Linked DNA regions of Mus musculus: all the other regions are linked to region 1. The links are chromatin contacts, called in public HiChIP or PLAC-seq and promoter capture Hi-C maps. All regions are on one chromosome and are shown on one strand. Each heading gives the region's core, a stretch centred on a gene start, on an enhancer-like site or on the middle of the called end of the contact. The rest is flanking DNA. Distances are from core to core; before and after follow the strand shown. Region 1 holds the start of Kpnb1 (karyopherin (importin) beta 1). Region 2 holds the start of 1700003D09Rik (RIKEN cDNA 1700003D09 gene). Region 3 overlaps Ube2z (ubiquitin-conjugating enzyme E2Z). Region 4 holds the start of Atp5g1 (ATP synthase, H+ transporting, mitochondrial F0 complex, subunit C1 (subunit 9)). Region 5 holds the start of Cdk12 (cyclin-dependent kinase 12).

Region 1 (3,563 bases), core at 303-2,802:
CAGTCTACACTAAAAAGGAAATGCTTGGAAAGGTGTGAGATAAAAAAACCTTAACACAAGTCGCTTACCTCTCCACCAAAAGTGGTCAGTACAAATCAGATATGTCGCTGTATGGATGTTACTATTTTGCAAAGCTCTCACAAAGGACATTGGGTTACAATGTTTTTTTTCACTTTTTAAAACTTCCTACCTTTAAAGAGACTTTCCATATCATCCACGCTTCCCTCCCCTTCCCCCAAAAAGGAGAGGAGAAACATTCTGGCAATAGGCTGCTTCAATAATCCCACATTTTCCTATACAAAAGTCAGTCACTTTTTCTTTTCTCAAATGTACTTCTTAAATCCGAAAGTATGAAAAACGGGGTTACATTTGTGATTTATCAGAGAATAGGCTCAATCTCAGAAATGAGCCTCAGCCTGAGATCCTTAAAGATGAGTTCTCTGAAAACCTAAGTCCAAACAGAACATTCGTGCACTTAGACCAGGAATGGGATAATAATGGGCAAGAAAAAGAAAAAAATTGTGGCAATGGGTCCAGAGGTGGTCGGGTGCCAGGCGTGGCCATGAGCACAGACCAAGGGAGCTGGGGAAGGGTAGGGCTCTGGGAAGTAGTTGCATACTGCCTCAAAACCAGGGGACAGGAAGGAGAGGCCGGCCGCAGCCAGTACAAGGCAGGCGGCAGGGCGCAGAGCTTCCACATGGCCCCTAGGCCCGGCTCCCCAACCCCCACCCTTGCTGAACACGCAGCGCCATGCAACCTAACTTCCCTTCCCTCCCTCTTTCTCCCTCCCGCAGCACCGCCGCCCTCAGGCCGCGTGGCGATTGGACGGCGATCACCCCGGCGCGCCTCGCTATTGGCCAGACGCGGGGCTCGGGGCGGGACACACCCACCGGCTTCCCGATGGCGGGGTTAGGTTGGGCCGGGCGGGGGGGTAGGGGGACGAGCTGGGGCGGGGTGGGTTCCTGAGGCCTGGGCCTCCAGGAGGGCGGGAAGGGCCGCACGCAGGGATGGGGACGCGGCGGGATGGGGCGCGGCGGGGCGGCACGCACCAGATTCTCCACGGCCGCACGCTCGAGGAACTTCTGCGCCGCTTCCAGCTCCAGCCGATCTGCCGGGAGAGATGGGGGGAGAGGCAGCGGGGTCAGAGGGGCCACCCCCTCCCCCACCCCGGTCACCTCGGCCCGACCCCCCGGCCCCGAGTCCTACCCGGAGACACGGTCTTCTCGAGGATGGTTATGAGCTCCATGGCGGAGGTGACGGCGGCGGGGACTCCTCGCAAGACGGCGGCCCGGCCTGTCGGGCGGCGGCTCCGACTGGGGATGGGGGTTGGGGGTCGGGTGGGAAGGGAGGGTGGGGTGGGGGGTGGGGGTCACCACAAGCCCATTCACCGGCTGCCTCTGGCCAGGCGCTCCGGCTCCCCTTCCTCCCCGCTCTCCTTCCTTCCTTCCGCCCTCCTAATGTGCTAGGCGGCAGCAGCTGCTCCTCTGGCGGCGGGGGAGGGACCCCGGGGGCAGCTCGGAGCGCGGCTGCTGCTCGGGCGGCGGAGGGAGAAAGGAAGGGCGGCAGTGAGTGAGTGAGAGGCGGATCGCAGGGAGGGAGAGAGATCGAGGGAGGGAGGCGGAGGGATATCCTTGCCGGACCTCTCCGCGGCGGCACCGCGCTGCCCAGCGATTGGCTACGGCCGGGGCCACGCGGAACCCCCGATTGGCCGGACGGCTAGCGTTGAAGGGCCGCCACGCGCCCATTGGCCTGCGGGCTTCAAGGTCCGGTTGGCTGGGCGGGCAGCGGGATGGGGCGTGCTTATTGGTCGAGGGGAGGGGCTCTGGGGTGGGGCAGGTAAGAGCGCGCCGCTGATTGGGCTGGCCCGGTAAAGGCCTTCGGGCTCAGCCCGGCTGTGCGCGGGGAGAAGGGTGGGCGGAAGGTAAAGGCTCCAGGCGCGTCGGATTGGCTGGGATCCTGGACGTTGATAGGACGGGGCGCCGGGAGAACTGAAGCGAGGAGTTCGGGGTCGCCGCCGCGCGGAAAGGCGGGAGGCGCCCAGGCTCTTAGGAGTCTGGCGCGGAGCACGACGGGACGCCTCCGGGGTGGGGCGGAGCTGCGCGCGAGTGGCTCGGACTGCGCGCTACGGAGAGCCGTCACTCGCCGCGGTGTACGGAAAGCGAGCCTTTCGCGGGCCTCGGAGGGGGCGGGGACGGGAACCGTTAAAGTCCTGCGCCGCGCCCACAGGAAGCTGCCTTCATGGTGAGGTCGGCTTGCTGCCGCGCTCTGTGCGGAACCGGACCATGAGAACCACGTGGTTCACCTTCCAACGTGCGGATTTGCAAACTGAAGCCCAGAGAGAGAGTGGAGCCTGTCCAAGGTCACACAGCCCATTCCAGACTCGAGCAGAGCTGGCTTCAGGCGCCCCTAATTGCCCTTGGAGACCCCGTCGGGGCCCTGGACTGTTAACAAAGTTTCGCGGAGGCGCGTCCTTAGACCACTTAGCAGTTCCCATAAAGCTTTGATGTCCAGACTTCGTTTACAAGATCTGTGTAGTATTATATAAAGAACGTGTGCATTGACGAGCTGTAGCGACACACCTGCCATCTCAGTATCCCGAAGCCTGAACTACAGTCTGAGATCTTGTTTCAAAAACAAAAAACAAATACAACAAACAAGATAAAAATACGTTGCATATAGTTGCTTAACATTCCCCTCCCCTCATTTGGATACCCAGCTGCAAGTCATGGGGGGATTAGGAGCATATGGGTCAAAATAGCATGTAAATTGTATTGTTTTTAAGGTGTAAAGAAATTGCCCTACACTAGCCACACTTTGGAAACTTGGGATTTAGTGTTCTCTGAAACACTTAAAGTCATAGCCTCGTGGGGTTTTTTAATTGTGTGTATTTTCTGCCTGTAATGTATGTTTCCAATGGCTTCATGTATAGATATGTTCTGAATACTTCCACATCTTATCCTGATTTTAAGAAAGATTTTTTTGTTTACTATGCAAGCATAATTTTTGTTTGGCTGTGATTTGTTGGTTGGGTTGGGTTGCCCCCCTCCCCCCACGGTGGGGGGGGGCGGAGCCAGGTGGTTTCTCTGTATAGCCCTGGCTGTCCTGGAACTCATTCTGTAGATTAGGCTGGCCTTGAACTCAGAGACCCACCTGCTTCTGCCTTCAGAGTGCTGGGATTAAAGGCATGGGCCACCAAGATTGCCCAGGAAATGAGTTCTATTGTAATGTATTCATTAGAATGTAATTCGATTTTTCTTTTTTGTGAGTTTATTCTGTTCTGCCTCTTTCAGACAGGATCTCTAGCCTAGAACTCAATATGTATCTCAGACTGGCTTCAATATTTCTGTAGCCTCCCTTCCTTGGAGTCCTGAGTGCTGGAATTACCCATGGTGCTCTCTCTCCACTGTAAGCATGTGCACACACCTACATGCAGAAGCATGCTGGTCCTGTGCCTCCGTAACTCTGATTCTCAAGACAAAAGGCAGACTTAATGCTATAGAAACTTGAAGTTTTGCAACAAGGAATGTAGGCCCGGCTGGAGAGATGGCTCAGCGGATAAGAGC
Region 2 (3,563 bases), core at 490-2,989, 1.2 Mb after region 1:
AAAGCAATCCTCCTGCTTCAGCCTCCTGATGGCTGCATTTTTAGTGTAAGCCTCCACACCCAGCTTCCCAGAAGGTATTATCTAAGGTAATCTACACCGATCTTCTTACATAATATTTCCTTTGGAAAAGTGCCCATGAACTAAGTTACAATCACGGGGACAGAAGTCCAGGCCAGTGTTCTGCCCGTTATGCAGCAATGGATGTCTCAGAAGCTCAACCTCAAGCCATCAGAGAGCACCAGAGGGGCACTCAGCCTATGTATGTATGCCCTCTCTTTCAGTGGGGCAGAAGCCTACTTGTGGCCGGGGTCTGGAGGGGCCCTGGGAGCGCCCACCTCCTCTGGATGAGCCCCAGAGAGATGGAAACTCTGAGGACCAAGTGGAAGGCAGAGCAACACTAAGTGGTGAGCTTTGGAGTGTGGGCTGGGGAGGTGGGTGGGAACCTCATGGGCCAAGCCTGGCCTTGAGTCCTCTTTATTTGTCTTTCAGAGCCTGGAGAGGAACCTCAGCATCCCAGCCCCCCCTGAGCCTGGCACATAAGCTCAGAGCCCTGTATCTCCCAGGAGGAAGTGTTCCCCAGAAACCCACTCTGTCCCCACCCTCCTTTGTACCCTGTCTTTCACCTGCTAGGGCTGCGGCTTCTGACTTTTAGAAGACTAAGGCTGGTCTCTGTTTGCTTTGGCTGAAGCCCAGAGTCCCCAATGCCTTTCCCTGCCAGTCATTCTTCTATTTACCCGGTGGGAGTAGGGAGGTGAGAGAGCCCACACTGGAAACCCCAGAAGGCCATAAACAACCATTTATTCTCCACAAGTCCCCTCCCTCTCCAGATTCTCTCCCCTGGGCACAGGAGACCCACAGGGCAGGTCCTAAGATCTGGGGAAAGGAGGTACTGAGAGCCTACAGGTGCCCTGAGATCTCCTCCTTCCCCTACCAGTGGTGGGCGTTGAGTCCCCAACCCTCTCATAGACTTCAACCAGGGCTCAGGTCTCACGCATTCTTTGCAGAGCCTCAACATGTCCCTCCCTTAGTATCCCATTCCTGCTGGGTGCCTGCAAGATGGACTGGCAGAGGCTGCTTGCTGCGTTTTGTTTGTGCTTTGGTGCCAGGAATGCACTTACTATCTGTCCTTAGGGGGCCACACAGTGGGGGGAGCCTGGTTCTCCTTGTCCTCCAGCAACTTGGTTCCCTTCCCCTTCTTCCCTTACTCTAGGCCTGAACCCCTCCTACGCTGTAATAAATCTTTGTAAATAATTGTCCTGAGACTCCTCTTTCAGGGGAGGGAGGAGAGACCGGGAAGTAATGGTATGTTCTGACAGGAAAAATGGTGGTTATCTTAGGGTCAGGATCTTGCCTCTCGTGTCCAGCCCTTCCCAGGAAGGAGCCTTTCCTGCAGGCTATACGCATGGCAGACATACTAGCTCCTGAGGGAGATGGCTAAAAGCCAGGGGAGAACAAAGGTCCTTTAAATATGTGTGATGGATGTGGTGCTGCGCGTCAGTAATCTCAGAACTTGGAAGGCTGAGTTCGTGGCCAACCTGAGAACGTCTCAAAAACGAAAAATGGATTTCTCCAAGGGACTTGTGCTCACAAATCGGCCCTCACACAGTTCCCCTTCACTCCACAGTGTCAGGCCTGTATGATCTAATAACCAAGACACCCTGGGGTTTTATCCCTTGCTCCTGCACGGTCTTACACAGTTTAACTTCGGTTGTGGCTCCGCTTCCGGACCTCGTCTCCGAGAGAGGGGCGGACCGGGGCGGAGCTTCAGGGTCACACGAATCCCGATTGGCTTTGGGGGCGGGCTCGGGGGGGCGGGTTGGCTTTGGGGGCGGGCTCGGGGGGGACGGGCTCAGCGGCGGAAGTAGCGCCGCCGGGAGCTCTCCTTCCGCTCTGAGGAGTTGCCAGGCCGTGGAGCGGGACTGCGGCTGAGGCAGGAAGAGTGGGGGCCGTGGTGACATGAAGCAGGTGGGTTGTGCGGCGGTCGCAGGCACCGGGCGGTGGTACAAGAGCTGTCTCTACCCGACGGATCCCGCTTTCCTGCCCGGTGTCCGTCTTTGGTTCGGTCCGACCCAGCCCACACCCCTCGCGCTCCGGGTTCCGCCCCCTTCCTCTCCACTCGCTGCTGCGCGCGCAGGGCTGGGGAGGGGGTGTCTTGGTCTTTACCCGAGAGGGTCCGGAGGACGTCTGCGGCCGCTTTCCTAAGCCTTCTTTATAGTAAGAGGAGAGGCAAGGAGTCGGTATCTAAGTATTATGGGGGACAGAATTGGGTGTGGGAAGGGGCCAGACTCAGGGAAAAACATACTAATCGGCTGCCTCTCTGCCACCCGCTGTTTCCCACAACTTCCGTTGGAAACATCCACGCATAGCTTCCCAACGATATCAGAAAGAAGGCTCTTTAAACTCTTCTCAGAAGTGCTTGCTACTGTTGGCTTTCATTCCTGACATACTTCCACCCTTTGACTCCCCAATATTTCCTGATTTTTCCTCTTACCTCTCTGACAAGAGGGCAGAAGAATCTCTTTACGTTCACGCTGGCCCAACCCGCCTCACTGTGCATTGATCCTGGATGGCCTCATCCACTGTTGTCGCATCAAGTTCACGTTCACTGAATATTCAGATGGACGATAGCAGCACATCCCCTTCCTGGGCTCCAAATTAGCTGCCTGTCAATTATGCCTATGGGATACCTTCACTTTGGGATGATCTCACAGGTTTCAAACGTGAGCTGATCTTTTCTCTGTAAATTTATCCTTCCACTCTTGTCTTATCCAGGAGAAAAACTCCGGAATTGCCTTAACATCTTTTAACCCTGTTTGCTCAGAGGTGCCAGTATAGCTAACTCCCTGAACCTTCTCTGTCACTACCCTTGTTGACGTGTCTCTGGACATTTCCAGCAGCTTGTGGTCCTAATTGCTTGCAGGCAAGTCTTCAGAATCTAGCTCTTGCAGACTTTTATATCACGAGTCTGGTTATGTCACTTGCTTGCTTCCCATTGCCTGTGGGGAAACGACTGTGTGCTTGTTTACTGTAAGATGTGCCTGGCTCACATAGGGTTCTTCGTGTATATAGCAGCACCTCTTTCCTCTCTGATCTGCTGGGCCTCCTCCTGATGTATCCTTCAGGAGTCCTGCTCAGAGAGCACCATCTCCACACTGCCCACCTCCATCTCAAAGGCTGGCCGCCCTGCCCATCTGTGTCCTCTGAACACTCTTAGTGTCATAGCTGACATATAGACCCATGCACCAGCCTGCTTGAGTTTTGATATTGTTTTGAGACCTTGATGAAGTCAGTATCTTCCTTTCCTCTTTTGGAAGATGGAGATAGTAATGTGCCTACCTTGTATAGATGTGAGAATGAATGAAGTACTGTGTAGTGTATGCATCAAGGGACCAGGCCTATGAGTGCCTAATGAACACACGTTAGTTAGCATGTCCTGTGTAAGAGCACTCTGGCTTGCTGGTTATGAGTTAATTTCATCGGCTGCGTGAGAATGCTTGGTGTGGCTCGCTTCTCATTCTGTCCCTGGGTCCTAAGGTGAAATCCTGGACTCACCGGGAACAGGA
Region 3 (3,563 bases), core at 679-3,178, 1.1 Mb before region 1:
TGCCCTCACAGGACATGCTCACGCCCAATCTTGAAAGCTACTTTTGGTATCCACTCAGGGTTAGTTGTTCTGTCATTGACTGCTGAGAGTATAGCCCTGCACTTCCAAATGATAGGGAACCCACCACAAGTAGTTCTTTCCACAGATGCATCTACTCAGCTGCCAAAAAACTCCTTCCTGACAGGTTGGCCCAGGTGACTCCGTTTCTTTACACAAACCCTCCCACACCCACAGGCGCTTCCTCCTTCTGCCAAAACAAACTTTATTGCACCAAAAAGGAAAAAAAGAAAACTTCATTTATGTACAGTCAGATATAAAGACATCTCTTTGACTCCTGTGCATATATTTCCTCAACTTAAAACCAGGGCATAAAAGTCAGGCTGCTATGCCGGACATGCTCTGCCCCATGGCAGGGCCAAGGAGAAGATTGTCACTTGAAAGTGGGAACACTTAATGGATGACAGACAACACTGGACCCACAGACCAAAGGCATCCTCAGCCCTGGACTAGCTCTGGGAATGGAAGAGGGAAATTGGAAGCAGAGTCCCCTTTCAAACCTCCACATGACCCAGCCACCATGTAGCCAAAACAAAACTGCTCCCCAAGTGACCTGTCCCTGTCCAGTTCTCTGCTTTCTGCCCTCCCAAGAGGTCCCTCTTTGTGCCCTATCTTCTCCCTATCTCTGCAAGGGAGTCCCATGATCCACAAGTCAGAGACCTTTATAGCAGCGGGCAGGGCAGGTGGCTCTCTCCATTTCTCAGGGCTGGACACTGACCAGAAGGCCTGTATCATGTGGATCACTAACCATCCACTGGAAGCCAGAACAGCAACCCTGAAAAGTGTGAACTGTATCAACCTGGGAAGGATAGGTTCTTCTAACCCAGAGCCACTGAAAACACATATCCTTACTCAACCAGCTGAAGGGTCACTGTAGCTAAATTCAAAGAAAGGAACAGCTCCAGTGACAAAGAGGGAAAGATAAAGGGAGAAGTCTCCAGAGTCCCAGCCACAATCCCTCGAGCCATTGGCTGTCCATGCTCACAAATCCCCAGGGATGGGGGTAGGACAGAAGGGAGGACAGGGACTACAGACGTAACAGCTAAACAAAATAGGGACTAGCATTAGTCTTACCGTGCTCCACCCCAAGAAAACCACCCTCATTGACTACTATTCAGGACAATCTGTAAGAGACTATTTTATGTAGTGGCTCAAATCCCACACAGGCTGCAGCTGCCTGTGCTGGGAACCTTTCAAATCAGTGATTGTGGGGACACAGTGAGCAGCTTCCTGACGCCCATGCAGACTTCACAGAGACCTGGGCTCAGTTCCAGCTGGCTTACCTTCTACCTGTAACCTAAAATTCGGAGGAAATGGTGTGAGGGAGAAGGTGCTCAGGTGCTAGGTAAAGCTTACTGATCAGCAGCCCAGACTCCACCACTGTTCCTTGTCTTTGGTCTGTCTAGAACAGTGACTATATAAATTAGGAAAAACAAAGTTATGCTGGCCCATGGGAAATAGGGGAGGGGAAGAAAAGGGTGTTGGGAAGCCCTGCTTCAAGACTGAAGACAAACAGATAACCAACCAGACTGCTTAAGTGTCATGGACAGCACCCCCACCCAAACTCCCAGATATCCCTATAAACCACTTGGGCATGCTCCCTCTTGGGTTCTCATTTTCTGTCTTCTCCTATCCCTAATTAGCTGGCCCTGCAGAGAGGTGTGTTGGTTGTTTAGCTTTGCCAGAGGCCATCACTCCAGGTACTTTCACAAAAGTACCCTGGCCCTGATCCAGGATTGACTGTTGCCCTAGGTGCTCCAGCACCAAAGAGGTCAGACTGGGACCAGCCCCACCCCCACCCCCTGGGGTTGAGCTTGCTTGCTTCTTGCCACCTTGCGGACACCTTTGAAGGGAGATGCACAGTGCCTCTCCGTCCCTGGGGCGAGGGGAGGGGCTCTGCTGGGACTCTCGAGTTGGGGGAGGGGCAGGGGAGCAGGGTCTAGACCCTCAGGCTCCCATGAAGGTCTGTCTCTGTCCCAGAGGAGCTGCTATCAGAGTCCATTTCAGCATTTTCATTATGGAGCCTTTCCAGCACTTTCTGTCGAATCAGTCCGAGGCGCATCAAGAGGGACTGGTAGTCAAAGTGGCCCCGCTTCTCTCCAAAAGGGTCCTGTGGAAGAAACAAATAAAAAATCCACAAGGGGATGTAAGATTTAAGTCTCTAGTATAGCTTTGAAATGCATGCTCACCTTCTGGCACAGAGGAAGTACAGGTGGTCCAAATGGTTCCAAATAAAATAGTGTATTACTAGTAGCTCCAAACAGGTCTAGCTTGGGCTAACACTAAAATAGGTTTGCAATCCGAAAAGAAGCCAATATGCAAAAGAGGATATGGGGAAATTCAATGAAATATCATAATCATTGGGTGAGCCCGTGCTTTCCTTTTAATTTTTTTTTTAGATTTTATTTAATACCCCCCACCCCCACCCCAGACAGGGTTTTGCTGTCCTGAAAATCATTCTGTAGACCAGTCTGGCCTCGAACTCAGAAATCCGCCTGCTTCTGCCTCCCAAGTGCTGGGATTAAAGGCATGCATCACCACTGCCCAGCTATTTTATTTAATACGTATGAGTACATTGCCTACATGTATGTATGTATGTACATGTATATATGTATGTATGCATGCACAGGCAGCTCATGTGGTAAGGTGCCCATAGATGCCAGAAGATAGATTCAGATCCCCAGGAAGAAAAGTTACAGACAGCTGCTGTATCAGGCAGCCTGTGCTTTTAACTGCTGAGTCATCTCTCTGGCCTGAGGGCCTGTGTTTTCAACCTCTGAAAACTCAAGAAAATAAACTCCCTCCATATTCTGTCTACACAAAGGATACTCTGCTTTTCTAAGGTCACAGATAGGTGTAAAAGTCAAGAGTACGGATTTCCCAATGAGCAGTCAGTGCTCTTAACCGCTGAGCCATCTGTCCAGCCCCTACTCTTTCTTATATGAAGCCAGAACACACTTCCTCAGTAGGGAATAAACTAGTTACTACCTCTAAAGCAGGAATCAACATCGCACTATGCACGACTGCTACCCTAAGTCACCTTTCTCTGTAAGCCCCTAGGGTCAGGGACAGAATCGCTACAGTGACTGTTTTACCACCCTTGATGTTTTGAGCAGGCTAGATATTCTTATAAGAGTTTAAAGGACTCTCCTAGAAAGGAAAGGCTTATAATGTATGTTCTGGAACAGATAATTCCTACTTGACTCTGAGTATGACTAGAAACCATCTCTTCATGTTCTTAAGCAAGTTAGTCTTTTCTCTGGCCTCCTCTCTACTTGTGACATTTTATGAGATGTGGGTGTAACCTGTGTGAGGGTGATTGTCCATGCTCTGTGTGGGGCTTAGAATTAGCAACAAGAGAAGGCATCACCAACCCTGTTTTGAATACAAACAAACAAAAAAGAGAGAGAGAGAGAGAGACAATATTACCTGCATAGTTTGGCCTTGAAGATGCAGGCGATCTTTGCAGGCCACCTCATAGAAGTCATAATACTCCAGGAAGGACT
Region 4 (3,563 bases), core at 267-2,766, 1.1 Mb before region 1:
GGAGTTTGTCACAATCAGTCCAATCAATTTCAAGGTCAATTAACTTATTTTCTCAGGTCCGTCTACATCGGAGACAGCTATGCTGATAGTCTGTGGGAGCCCAGGGTGGCAGCAATCACCATTTGATATAATGCACTAGGCTGGGGAGCACTCACAAGACCCGGGGGTCAATCCTCAGAACCAAACCCAAACCAAACCGGATACCAAAGTCCATTTCCAAGGGCACAGACCTAATCAGTTTCCCAGAATAGAGTAAGACCCAAACATCCAGTCAGTTGTTGAGGTAACAAAAGGCAATCAAGGGGAGAGATTTACTAAGATGCATTCACAGCAACATATATCCTTCAGGCAGCGGGCCAGGAAGCCTGGTTTGACTCCCAGAACAGCCATCTTAGGAAAGCTCCCAGTGACACGGATTGCTTGACACATTATTCAGTACAATGACTCTCAGGCTTGGCAGAACATTGGCATCACCTGGGGCATTCTACCAAAATTGCTTAGGGGTTCCACCTTCATTCTCAGTCTGATGCAATTGGTCTGAGGAGCAGTCTGGGCAGTAGAAGCATTAGGCTTTCCAGATGAACTGAACACGCAGCCGAGGTTGAGAAAAACTGTTTTCCGGCTGTCTGGCTACAGCCAACCCAGGACTGTAATAAAAGGTCAGCTCTAGCTTATCTGAGGACGCTCAGAAAGCCACGACGGCTTGGTTTACAGGCCTGAATAAACATAGGTTACCTGCAACAGCTCCTATACCCTCCGCCAATAGCCATCATCATCATCACGGAACGCCAGCCCCTCTTAGTCCATTCATTAAACATGATTGCTCCCATACCATACCCGGCACTATAGGGAAACCCGGAGCTTCCGCTTACCAGAGCTGGAGAAATGAGCAGTGCCTTGGTGGTCTGCATTTTTCAATCTGCAAGAAGGGGGAGAAAAGAAAAAAAAAAAAAACCGTAATTCCTATGAAAGCCCGGGTGTCTGCTTATACTGGCAACCTCCTGTTGTCCCCATCCACCTCCAATCGTTCCCCCCAACCCTCTTCCTATACCCCAGCTAAGGAGGGCATTAGAGGTCAGAAGGACAGAGCAGATTCCGGGGTCAACCACTCTCTGCGCAGCGGGTCTGCAGAAGGACAGCAACCGAGATCGGAAATAAAAGGAGGTGGCTCAGGCCCCAAGAGGGAAATGTTGCGAAAAGGAATGGTCTCCCGGGAAGACCGGAGGCAGAAACTGGCAGACGTCGTGCAGGATCCTGCCCAAGTTACACTGCTGTCCCCTACTCTCCCCAGCGGCCGTTTATCGCTCATTACCGTTGGTAATTAACATTAATTGATAAGGCTTAAAGACTCTAGTCCTCCTTCCCTATCCCTGGAGGCAAATGGTGCTCCACGTGGCACAACCCACGGCCTTGCGGACCCCTGTCTCCCAGCCCCAAGTCACCTGCACTCCCACTCCCCTGCAGCCCCTGCTCGGCCCACAGCACACTCCCTGCTCAAGGTGACTGACTCACCTCCCAGCTTTAGCCCTTGGTCTGAGCGCTCAGCTCCCCCACCCACGTGTTCGGAGTCCCTTCACTCCCATTGGTCGTTATCTCTCCACGTTCCAATTGGCTGGCGTCATCAACTCCATCCTTCTTATTGGTCTTCTTCAGCTTCTTCCTCTCTCTCCACAGGAGCTTCGTGGCAATTCCCGCCTCCTTGCGGATAAAGGCGGGTTCTTTTTCCGAGTTCGGGGTTACGATTGGTCGAATCCCGAAATGCTTGACCATAGAGTCGACGAGACTCAGAGGTTCTACAACCTTCAACACAAAATGGCGACCAAGGTGCAAGCGGAAGAAAAAAGCGTGGGAGTGACAACCGGCCGCTTGACGCAAGCTGACACGTGATAAGGGCTCCAGGCCTTCATTCGGCCGCTTGGACCTTGGGGCGCATTGCATGTTGGGCCTTGTAGTCCTGTCCAAGGACTCAAGGACCACCGACATCCCGCGAGATGTTGCTTCCTGGCAAGGAGAGCCGACGCCTTTACAGTACCTTCCACCATCGTGATTTGTAAAAACCCCCATTTTCGTCCAAGTATTAAGGCAGGCTGGAAAACTTCTAAGTAGTGAGCGTGCTCTTGTGGGTCTGTCAGTAGTCAGTCAACATGGACTCACAAGTTGAATGGTGGAAAAAAAAAACTCAACAAAATACAATTAAAACCAGGCTTGCTATTTCGTACCCGAAATTTTAGCACTTGGCAGGTGCTTAGGAGACAGGAAAGTCAGGAGTTCAAGGCCAGACTAAGCTTCTTGAGTTTAGGTAAAAAAAACAAGGTAGGGCTAGACAATTGTATTGGGAGTGGGGAGAACTCTAAAACGAAAATAATAATTGGTAGGATGAAGCGTGCAAAGAATTCAGGTGGTGCATGCTTGTAATTTCAGACATCGGAAGGCTAAGGCAGGAAGACGGAGCACTTGCTCCAGGCCAGTCTGGAGTAAGTAGCAAAACCTGGCTTAAAACGACAAAACAATGCCGGCCAGTGGTGGCGCACACCTTTAATCCCAGCACTTGGGAGGCAGATGCAGGCAGATTTCTGAGTTCGAGACCAGCCTGGTCTACAAAGTGAGTTCCAGGACAGCCAGGGCTATATAGAGGAAACCCTGTCTCAAAAAACCAGCAACAACAAAGAAACAAACAAAACCACATGTGTATGCACACAAGCACAAAGGGTAGGGACAGAAAAACAGGACTGCAGTAACCATTCACTAGTGAATTAGAAAACCTTCCTGGAAAGCAGTTTGGCAATACTTTTTATTTGAAATGCTATGAATGAGCCATCCTCTTTGACCCAGTAATTCTTGAGTAACTGAGGACCTTTAAATGCTCCACCCTCCTTGAGTCAGTATTAACACTTCTAGGAACCTGCACTAAATAAATAATGTCCTGCAAAGGTTCTGATAAAAACAGAATGAATGCCGGGCAGTGGTGGCACACGCCTGTAGTCCCAGCACTTGGGAGGCAGAGGTAGGTGGATTTCTGAGTTCAAGGCCAGGCTGGTCTACAAAGTGAATTCCAGGACAGCCAGGGGCTACACAGAGAAACCCTGTCTCAAAAAACAAAACACAAACAAACAAAAAGAATGAACATTAAAGACCTGTGTCGTTGCTTCTGCTTTTTTGAGACAGGGTCCCTCTTTGAAGCCCTGACTGTCCTGGAACTCAAAGAGATCTCCCAGTCTCCCAATTGTTAGGGTTAAAGGTGTTTGCCACCATGCTCTGTGCAGAGCTTACTAAATGAGAAAACTAAATGTCACTCTGATAGTAAATGCTTAAATAAACAATATATATTTATATATAAACATAAATATTTATATGTAAACATAAATTTAGGGCTGGTGAGATGGCTCAGCGGTTAAGAGCGCCGACTGCTCTTTCAAAGGTCCTGAGTTCAAATCCCAGCAAGCACATGGTGGCTCACAACCATCCATAACAAAAATTTGATGCCCTCTTCTGGAGTGTCTGAAGACAGCTACAGTGTACACACATATAATAAACAAACAAACAAACAAATAAATAAATAAATC
Region 5 (3,563 bases), core at 515-3,014, 1.0 Mb after region 1:
TTTGTTTTTCGAGTCAGGGTTTCTCTGTATAGCCTTGGCTATCCTGGAACTCACTTTGTAGACCAGGCTGGCCTTGAACTCAGAAATCCGCCTACCTCTGCCTACCTTGCCTCTCAAGTGCTGGGATTAAAGGCGTGTGGCAACGACCAGCTTAGAATCTTATCCACCCTAAAATGTAGTATAAAAGAAATACTTCCAGAGCCTGGCGGTAGTGGTACACAGAAACCGTCTCGAAAAGCCAAAAAAAAAAAAAAGAAATAAAAAGAAAAATACTTCCAGGAGACGTTACAACTGGCACTTCCTGAAGGTAGTGCACATAGGCTTAGACACGTTTTTTTCCCCGAGTCTCATTGTCTTCTCTGTTTGTAGAAACTGGACGTTTGTTATGGTAAAACATCCCAGCAGTCGAGAAACGGCTGAGGCTGAATAGCCACAACTGGGAGTCCAGCCTGGGTTACTAAGAACGTGCTGTAAGACATCCTGACATTTCCCCCAACTTTGGCACTCTAACCTTTCTACTGACTAGCCCCCCTGAATCCGGGAGTCCTTGCCTGTAAATTCGCAATGAGGACAGTGTCCCATGGGTGTGAGGGCAGAGAAAATGAATGCAAAACGCCTAAACTCAGCAAATTCCGCAGTACCAAGCGTTGTTTGCACATTCAGACTTAAAGCAGGGCGGTGGTGGTGCGTGCTCCATGCCCTTAATCGCAGCACTCCGGAGGCAGAGGCAGGCGGATTTCTGAGTTCGAGGCCAGCCTGGTCTACAGAGTGAGTTCCAGGACAGCCAAGGCTACTCAGAGAAACCCTGTCTCAGAAACCCAAGCCCTACCAGAATCCCCAATATTCAAACTTGCGCTGTAATGTCCCCAATGTTCACTTGTCCCTTGTTTTTTTTTTTTTTTTTAAACCCTATTAAATCAAAAGACTTCTTACAAGCTGTGCTAAGACCCATCCCCACCGGAACCTGGGGATATTTAATCAAAGAATTACCATTTAGGTTTAAATTTTAAAGGTAATCTCCGCAACTTCCGCTCCTATAAAGCCCCCCAAAAGGGGGAGTTGGAAAAGTATCGCGAGAATCTAACGGGCTGCGTTTGCGGCTTGGGTCCCGTTCTCGCGTTTTCTGGTGAAGGAATGTGTCGAGGTGAAAAGGGAAGCGCCAAGTATCGCGGGAGTCCAGCGGAGTCTCGCGATACTTGCGGCATTCGCCCCTCCCCCTCCCCCTCTAGTGCCGTTTCGGTTTAATCTAGTGTGTGAGTGAGTCTGGGCGAGGGAGTGAGATGTGGCTGTGAGGTGTCGGTGTGAGGCGGAGGCTAGCGAAGGGGGCTCCCTCAGGCACGAGGGACAAAGGGGGGGAGCTGAGGCAACCTAGGCCGCGGAGGCCTGGCGACAGGAAGCCAGCCGCCCCGAGCCGGGCGACCGGGTAGGGGAAGGGCCTGCGTAGTCCTCCCGGGGCTCCAGAGCCGCCGTCGGCCCCACAGGCTCCGGCGGACGCCTTCCTACTTCCTTGAGCGCCAGGGCTCGCGGGCCCGAATATCGGCTCGGCGGGGGTGGGCGGCCGTGAGGGGCGGACTCGAGCAGCTCCCGGCGTCGCGCTCCTCCCGTGCCGAGGAACTCTTGGTTTCTTCCCTCTCTCCTTCACCCCCCACCTCATGTAGGAGGGCGCTGAGGCGGCGAGAGGGAGGAGGAGCCTCGCCTGCGGTCCCTGCCCTCCCCACCCCCGTCTAGGGGCTCTTCGGGGGGCGTGGAGTCGGGGCTGGGGGGGAGGGTGGGGCTTTTTGGAGCGCCGGGGAACTTTTTCCCCTGCTTCAGGCCCGGGGAAAGGGAATGCCCAATTCCGAGAGACATGGGGGCAAGAAGGACGGGAGCGGAGGAGCTTCTGGAACTTCGCAGCCGTCATCGGGAGGTGGCAGCTCCAACAGCAGGGAGCGTCACCGCTTGGTGTCGAAGCACAAGCGGCATAAGTCCAAGCACTCCAAAGACGTGGGGCTGGTGACCCCCGAAGCGGCATCTTTGGGTACCATAATCAAACCACTGGTGGAGTACGATGACATCAGCTCTGATTCAGACACCTTCTCCGATGACACGGCCTTCAAATCAGACCGGAGGGAGAACGAGGAACGTCGGGGAACGGATCGGAGCGATCGCCTGCACCGACATCGTCACCACCAGCACCGGCGGTCCCGAGACTTGCTAAAAACTAAACAGACGGAAAAGGAAAAAAATCAGGAAGTCTCCAAATCTGGATCTATGAAGGACCGGGTATCGGGCAGTTCCAAACGGTCCGTGGAGGGGAGTGATGATTATGGGAAGGCCCAGCTATCCAAAAGCGGCAGCAAGGAATCCAGGTCGTCCAAAATGCACAAGGAGAAGACCCGCAAAGAGCGAGAGTTAAAGTCTGGATACAAGGACCGGAGTAAAAGTCATCGGAAAAGGGAAACACCCAAAAGTTACAAAACCGTGGCTAGCCCTAAACGGAGATCCAGGAGTCCCCATAGGAAATGGTCTGACAGTTCCAAGCAAGATGACAGCCCTTCCGGAGCTTCTTATGGCCAAGACTACGATCTTAGCCCCCCAAGGTCTCACACTTCTAGCAACTATGACTCCTACAAGAAGAGTCCTGGAAGTACCTCAAGAAGGCAGTCAATCAGCCCACCTTACAAAGAGCCTTCTGCTTACCAGTCCAGCACTCGGTCACCCAGTCCTTACAGCCGACGACAGAGGTCTGTGAGTCCCTATAGCCGGAGACGGTCCTCCAGCTATGAAAGGAGCGGCTCTTACAGCGGGAGATCACCCAGCCCCTATGGCCGAAGGCGATCAAGCAGCCCTTTCCTGAGCAAGAGGTCTCTGAGTCGGAGTCCACTCCCCAGGTGAGCTGTTGTCTGTCCTTCCTAAGGTAGGGTCGGTTGGGAGGAATTGAAAATGAGTCTTTAACATTTTGTTAAAGCTTTCAGTGTTCTTCTTTGACAAGTCATTTAGGTAAGTTTGGCTTTCCCCTCGCCCAATTGAGAAGTAAACATTCCAAGTGCCTCCAACTATTCAAGCAAGGTAGGTAAGGTACTTTGCAGTAATGGAGAACTTTCAGCTGTGAGAACTTGCTTCTACCTAGCGGGTGCATAGTCTTCAGAACTCGTTTAGCTGTTTGTTGCTTTGTCTTAAAATTTTGTAAGTCGTGTTGATACCAGTGCTTAAACTTTATTGGAACTCACAAGAGAATTTTAAGAAGTTACAAATTTTCGTTTCTACTGTTTGCATAAGTTATCGTAATCAATTTTGTCTACCATGTTCCCAAGTCTATAGTTATCACTGTTTTACTTCTGAAAAGTCCTGTCTTTTAACTGTTAAGTGAAAATTAAGATAACGAGAGTACTTTTTGATAGAGTTTAGCAAAAAGTGATTGAGATTTGTTTACAGTACCAATGTTGACCACTTACTTAGTGTTGAAACACTGGTAGTTTTCAAAATTTTCTTTGAAATATGTGCTAATAATGCCTTCGGCTTGCTATTTTTGTAAGAAAGATTGTTAATTTGAAATTATCTATGAAATTATCTATCCTGTCTCA

The links. Promoter capture Hi-C pulls out the DNA fragments that hold promoters and counts their contacts. HiChIP or PLAC-seq counts read pairs in DNA pulled down with a chosen protein or histone mark. Capture Hi-C pulls out chosen DNA fragments and counts their contacts.
Region 2: a promoter capture Hi-C map of liver shows a contact between it and region 1, with 2.0 times the contacts expected there. The contact joins the promoter of 1700003D09Rik here to the promoter of Kpnb1 in region 1. A contact is called at or near these places in 1 of 39 promoter capture datasets (pre-B cells), 1 of 484 Hi-C or Micro-C datasets (erythroblasts) and 1 of 9 other capture datasets (liver).
Region 3: an H3K4me3 HiChIP or PLAC-seq map of embryonic stem cells shows a contact between it and region 1, with 5 times the contacts expected there. The contact joins the enhancer-like site here to the promoter of Kpnb1 in region 1. A contact is called at or near these places in 2 of 39 promoter capture datasets (hippocampal neurons and liver), 2 of 484 Hi-C or Micro-C datasets (both in embryonic stem cells) and 4 of 115 datasets of contacts at active chromatin or transcription factors (embryonic stem cells, extraembryonic endoderm stem cells and large pre-B cells).
Region 4: a promoter capture Hi-C map of pre-B cells shows a contact between it and region 1, with 3 times the contacts expected there. The contact joins the promoter of Atp5g1 here to the promoter of Kpnb1 in region 1. A contact is called at or near these places in 3 of 39 promoter capture datasets (hippocampal neurons, liver and pre-B cells) and 1 of 484 Hi-C or Micro-C datasets (CD4 T cells).
Region 5: a contact with region 1 is called in a promoter capture Hi-C map of liver, with 4 times the contacts expected there. The contact joins the promoter of Cdk12 here to the promoter of Kpnb1 in region 1. A contact is called at or near these places in 6 of 39 promoter capture datasets (the C10 cell line, cranial neural crest, embryonic stem cells and 3 more), 3 of 484 Hi-C or Micro-C datasets (B cells, CD4 T cells and nephron progenitors), 6 of 115 datasets of contacts at active chromatin or transcription factors (embryonic brain, embryonic stem cells, kidney and 1 more) and 1 of 9 other capture datasets (liver).

Annotation. Positions count from the first base shown.
Region 1 is chr11:97,186,340-97,189,902 of GRCm38.p6, forward strand. Kpnb1 (karyopherin (importin) beta 1) reads right to left here and starts at 1,553. Exons shown (of 22, transcript NM_008379.3): 1 at 1,207-1,553; 2 at 1,050-1,108. The coding sequence starts at 1,246.
Region 2 is chr11:98,356,544-98,360,106 of GRCm38.p6, forward strand. 1700003D09Rik (RIKEN cDNA 1700003D09 gene) reads right to left here and starts at 1,740. Exons shown (of 3, transcript NR_045477.1): 1 at 1,694-1,740. Ppp1r1b (protein phosphatase 1, regulatory inhibitor subunit 1B) reads left to right here. Exons shown (of 7, transcript NM_144828.2): 6 at 282-404; 7 at 490-1,253. The coding sequence ends at 527. Stard3 (START domain containing 3) reads left to right here and starts at 1,825. Exons shown (of 15, transcript NM_021547.3): 1 at 1,825-1,965.
Region 3 is chr11:96,048,248-96,051,810 of GRCm38.p6, forward strand. Ube2z (ubiquitin-conjugating enzyme E2Z) reads right to left here. Exons shown (of 7, transcript NM_172300.3): 6 at 3,487-3,563; 7 at 1-2,167. The coding sequence ends at 1,997. Among named protein-coding and RNA genes, the nearest start is that of Snf8, 15 kb to the left of the region's middle. Within about 2 kb of position 1,929, at least 13 of the 459 cell types and tissues checked have an H3K27ac peak or open chromatin away from gene starts, as enhancers often do. A contact at or near this core is called in embryonic stem cells, where this site is marked.
Region 4 is chr11:96,074,115-96,077,677 of GRCm38.p6, forward strand. Atp5g1 (ATP synthase, H+ transporting, mitochondrial F0 complex, subunit C1 (subunit 9)) reads right to left here and starts at 1,517. Exons shown (of 5, transcript NM_001161419.1): 1 at 1,443-1,517; 2 at 873-919. The coding sequence starts at 911.
Region 5 is chr11:98,201,541-98,205,103 of GRCm38.p6, forward strand. It overlaps Cdk12 (cyclin-dependent kinase 12), which reads left to right and starts at 1,765. Exons shown (of 14, transcript NM_001109626.1): 1 at 1,765-2,870. The coding sequence starts at 1,828. It overlaps Gm38963 (a long non-coding RNA gene), which reads right to left and starts at 1,090. Exons shown (of 4, transcript XR_880193.2): 1 at 991-1,090.